Regions from separate parts of the Danio rerio genome. Here region 2 is linked to region 1. A link is a contact called in public Hi-C data. All regions are on one chromosome and are shown on one strand. Each heading gives the region's core, a stretch centred on a gene start, on an enhancer-like site or on the middle of the called end of the contact. The rest is flanking DNA. Distances are from core to core; before and after follow the strand shown. Region 1 has its middle 13 kb from the start of gal3st3. Region 2 holds the start of rin1b (Ras and Rab interactor 1b).

The links. Hi-C and Micro-C count contacts between places; a contact is called where the count stands out from the background.
Region 2: a Hi-C map of an unstated tissue shows a contact between it and region 1, with 4 times the contacts expected there. The contact joins the promoter of rin1b here to the enhancer-like site in region 1. A contact is called at or near these places in 2 of 18 Hi-C or Micro-C datasets (caudal fin and an unstated tissue).

What each region holds. Positions count from the first base shown.
Region 1 is chr7:6,964,017-6,966,716 of GRCz12tu, reverse strand. It overlaps a transcript of actn3b not described here. Among named protein-coding and RNA genes, the nearest start is that of gal3st3, 13 kb to the left of the region's middle. Within about 2 kb of position 1,391, at least 10 of the 62 cell types and tissues checked have an H3K27ac peak or open chromatin away from gene starts, as enhancers often do.
Region 2 is chr7:7,106,970-7,109,780 of GRCz12tu, reverse strand. It overlaps rin1b (Ras and Rab interactor 1b), which reads right to left and starts at 1,415. Exons shown (of 15, transcript XM_073908017.1): 1 at 1,337-1,415. It also overlaps a transcript of actn3b not described here.

The DNA.
Region 1 (2,700 bases), core at 142-2,641:
TCTTTTTCCCATCCTCTGTAAACCCTAGAGATGGTTGTGTGTGAAAATCCCAGTAGATCAGCAGTTTCTGAAATACTATTTCAGAACAACCATGCCACGTTCAAAGCCACTTAAATCCCCTTCCCAATTTTAATGCATTCTGATTCAATGGACAACAGTGGTTTGTTCTGTAGCCAATCGAGAAAAAAAAATGGCTGAAGGGGGCTAATAAGAGACTATTCAATTATCCATTATAGTGTACTTTATTAACATCAACCCCAACCCTCACAGTAAAAGTCTGTAAAAATCTGTAAAAATGTAAAAATCTGAATTATTGTAGTACAGTGTCACCAACATTATGTTATACTGATATGAGTATCCACAGCTGTATCCCTTCTAGACTTTTCCCCAAAATAACACTTTTCAGAATGGCTTCCATTGTTGCCATGCGCTTGCTAACGCATACAGGGCAGCTTTTAGAATGTTGCTATTATGAGTTAGAATGGTTGCCATGGTGTTCATCTATAGTTCATCTGCAGTCATGTATGGTGAATCTAAAGCTGTTTTCAGAGCTTTGCAAAGGATTTTTCTATTATTATTCTCAGTTTCTGATTATCATCCGCCATATGCTCATAAATATTGACGATTTTTTTACATTATTAAATGTTTGGTCTATTCTGAATGTTTCATTTTTATTGTTACCTGTTTTTACATCTGTTTCTTTATTGTGTAAGCAGTTTGAGTATTAAAGGCGCTATTTACAAATAAATTATTATCACTGATTTATTAGTTCATTCATTTTCTTTCATTTTAGTCCTTTTATTCATCAGGGGTCACCACAGCGGAATGAACCACCAACTATGCTGGTATTTGTTTTATGCAGTGGATACCCTTCCAGCCACAACCCAGTGGTGGAAAGAATCCTACTCAAGTAAAAGTACCATTACTTGCCTAAAAATTAGTGCAAGTAGAGTAAAAGTATCTGTTGTAAATATTACTCAAAGTATGAGTAAAAAGTAGACCTTTAAACGTACTAGAGTAGTGAGTATTACGCTGTTAAAAGCTGATGCATTTACATGTCATTTGTGTATGTGTAAACGTAGCATTTTGCAGTAATGCCAACTCGCTTAGCCAAGGCTCGAACCAGCGACCTTCTTGCTGTGAGGCCACAGTGCTAACCACAGAGCCACCATGCGCCCTTTAAATGATCATTATTAAACTCAAGCATGAGTTTTAATGTCTCCAGTAGTTTGGGATATGTTTCTTATCCTCCCCCTACTCCTCTTTTTCTCTCCCCTTTATTTCTGTGCAGTGACTTTGTCCTTGTGGGATCAAGTATCCCAGCACACACAGAGCACTGTTAACAACAATGAGGCCTGAGAGAGTGTGTGTGTGTGTGTGTGTGTGTTTAAAAGCGGCTTGTCAGAAGAATAGCGCTTGTGTTTGAGCTGAGGGTGAGAATGAAGGTGGACAGAGGGACAGAGCACTAGTTAAAGATGAACAGGAGATATTTCAGACTTACCTTTTCTCACAAATTGCGTGTGAATCTCCATGAAATGCTGAGATGACACAGGTGTTTGTGTGTGTGGGACACTTGAATGAATTGCTGTCTCTGTCCTGCTTCAAACTCCACCTTTCCACACTGCAAAAAAGCCTTTCTTTCATACAGTTTTTGTCTTGTTTCAAGAGTTCACACTTAGCTGATAATCAATAAAGCGTATTTGGCATGCTGTCCCGAGAGAGAGCCCTGAGCTCGTAATATCCTCGAGCCCGGGGCTCCCTCCCGTTAGAAGGGCGAGAGGGGAATTCGAGGTCAGGTAGGTCTCGAGAACTCCCCTGCTTGTCACCGTGAGAAGTGTAAACTCAGGTTGTATTGGGTGATAATTTGTTTTAGTCGATTGGCTATGGTTTATATTTTTGGACAGTGGGAGGAAACCGGGGAACCTGGGGAAAACCCATGCGAACACGAGGAGAACATGTAAACTCCACACAGAAACACCAACCGGCCCGATGGGTTGGACCGGCGGTGTTCTTGCTGTGAGGCAACAGTGCTAGCCACTGGGCCACCGTGTCGCCCGATCAGAAAAAGTGGGAGGATGTATGGGTGGAAGACGAAGATAACCGGAGTGAAAAACTCAGGTTATTTATAATGCTTCCGTAATCATCTAATAGGGCTGATTACGGAGCTAACAAGGAGCCAGCCGTGTTGATTATAAGCACGTGATCCTCTCGAAATTAGTTTATGAATAAACCACACTTCTAGTAGAGCTGCATGATTCTGGCTAAAATGAGAATCGCGATTTTTTTTTTTTGCCTAAAATAAAGATTACAATTTTCTAACGATTCTGTAGATGTAAAATAAAGTGAATATAAGTGTCGTTGTACTGTTGGTTAAAATGCTAAATGTTGTATAGACTTAGAATGGTGGACTTGAACAGACTTTTAGATTTGTCCTGGTCATTAATGCTGATGATAATCATGATGTTAAATTTTTGTGTTCGAGACGTATGCTTACAATCTGTAATTGTCTGTTTAAAATCTGTCACTGACGTGATTTTCCTGAATACAGAAGACTGAGCGGGTATTTTTGCATTTCGGCGGGTTTTGGATACTTTTGGGGCTGGAATCAGTCAGCTACATCTGGCAACACTGTGTGCACTTTCGGTTTCATTTTCACTGCTAAGCAGGGGCGCCCCCAAGGGGTGGCCACGGCCACCCTTG
Region 2 (2,811 bases), core at 166-2,665, 140 kb before region 1:
CCCAGTTGGCAATACCATGGTGGTGAATGAATTCCCTAGTTTAATACAGTACCATAGTACACCACATATTTTCAAAAAGTAACATCGAAAAAGCCACTTACTTAGTCTTTTCTAGTACTCAATTTGTTTTATACTATGATAGTTCAATATGAGTTTAATAAATCATTGATGATAGCAGATCATAATAAGATGGTACACTGATTTACTGTACCATGGCAGTACTGAATAATGACCATATTTATAAACATTTAAGGATTTTAACATCGGTTTTCTGTATCCATCCATGGTTTTCAGCAATCTCTCCATCTTTTGACACTGAAGATATCATATAATAAAGATGAACTACATTCTATACATTACCAGACTAACAAATTAAGATGTTTTACAACTACAATGGCACACATTTGAACAAGAAACACGATAATACTTCAATATTTTTGAGTCTTGGAGAGTGGAGAAATAGGTTACCATGGTACATTAATGGTAATACCATGGTGACATCATAGTAACACTATTCCACAGATAAAAACATGGCATATTTATATATCCAGTAGTCCATTTTTCTTTTGTTCTGTGGTAACACAATGTGACATTATGATACAGTATTTACTGTACCATGGTACTGAATGATGACCATACTGTATTTAGGTATAACAACATTTATACATATGGTAATATTTAAGTACTTTTGTTAGTCTTACTTTGCTCTATCCATCCATCCTTCTATCCTTCTATCTATCTATCTATCTATCTATCTATCTATCTATCTATCTATCTATCTATCTATCTATCTATCTAATACATAACATGTTACAGAAATGTATCGTGCACCATGGTACTGAATGATTACCATAATTTTATACCACGGTACATCAATTTACTTTAAAATCAAGACAAAACACGGTATTACCACATTAACAAATTATGGAAATACTTCTAAGTGGCTTTGTCTGGTTTTCAGTAATCTGTCCATCTTAAAATTAAATAAATAAATAAAACAGCAGTACAATGCGACAATTAAAGTATGATGAACACACATCTATACATTACCTGAGTAAATCAACGTATTTTGTGGCATTAGCCTGGCACACATTCAAACAAAACAACAAGATGGCAATACTTCATTACTTTTTAATAGTCCGTTAACGTTATCTATACACTGAACGTACTGTGGTAAAATCTGGTACCATGGTAACAACACAGTAACGTTACTCCACAGATAAAACATTGTATATTTAAACAGAAAAACACGGCAAATGAGCATAAATAAGGAAATGTCATGATCCATTTCTTAAAATTAGTGTCAGTAAATGATGGTAAATATGAGAAAGTTTACCTTCAGCTTTATTAGTTCCCCTTCTTCTTCGTGTCCATCCTCAGGTTGTTGAATTCAGACGATCTTTTCACCCTCATCTGATCCTTCTAGCAGCACCAGGTCTTGTTTTGACAATGTGCTGAATCTGATGTGATGAACCCTGTTGATGTGAGTTTGGTGTCATTAAATGATCCTCCGTGTTCATCACACTCTGATTCACGCGCACTGGAGAACCGCGCGCAACTTTCCCCACACAAAACAACTCCAGTCATACAATATGCGCGCGCACATAGAGACACCGAAAGAAAAATAAGTCTTATGTGGGTCAAAATACAGTCAAATGTTTGGTAAAAATACATATAAAATTAAATGAAATTAAGTAATCTATTTGAACATCTCGTCTGCCGTGATATAATAGTACGAATTATTACAGTTATTTGGGGAATTATAAATAATAGTAACGGACAGACGAGCATGCAAACACATAAGTTTGCTAATTATGTCATAAATTAGATCAAAACCAAGAGTGGAAGTGTTGAGGACACAGCCCACCGGAGAAAAGGTAATGCACTTCACTTCATATCCGCTGGATGTCGCCAGAGGATAAAGAGGAGAAAGCGCGCGAAAACCAGAGATCCTGTCAGAGAGATAAATTACGACAAATTAACTTATTTCAACAATGTAAAGACAGTTTAGCAGTATAAAAACGGTTAAAAAGGGTAAATAAATCACAAATTTAATTCGATGACAACGCAGGAAGATGCTATCATATACAGTTGAAGTCAGAATTATTAGACCCCCTGAATTATTAGCCTCCTTTTTATTTTTTTTCCTTTAATTTCTGTTTAACGAAGAGATTTTTTTCATCACATTTCTAAACATAATAGTTTTAATAACGCATCTCTAATAACTGATTTATTTTATCTTTGCTTGATGACAGTGGCCTACATTATATATTTGACTAGATATTTTCAAGACACTTCTATACAGCTTAAAGTGACATTTAAAGGCTTAACTAGGCTAATTAGGTTAACTAGCCAGATTAGGGTAATTAGGCAAGTTATTGTATAATGATGTTTGTTTGTTCAAATAAGATTTTTTTTTTCCAGAAGAAAAAATGTTATCAGACATACTCTGAAAATGTCCTTGCTCTGTTAAACATCATTTGGGAAATATTTAAAAAAGAAAAAAAAATCAAAGGGGGGCTAATGATTTTGACCTTAACTGTATGTGTGGACACACCAACTCTATAGCACATGTAAGGTAATTATTAAAAGCTGAATAATTCAGGAGTACATACACTGCTACATTTAAAAACTTAATCACTAAGTCAGTCTTCTGCAGACAGGGATCTCTTATGAACATTGCCCATTTTATTATTGACAATGTTTTTATTTTGCCTAATAACCATTTAGTAACAAATGGTAAAATTTCAAAAAAAAAATTTATTTTTTTTTTTTTGCATATTGAGCACACTTTATTATGTATACTAAAAT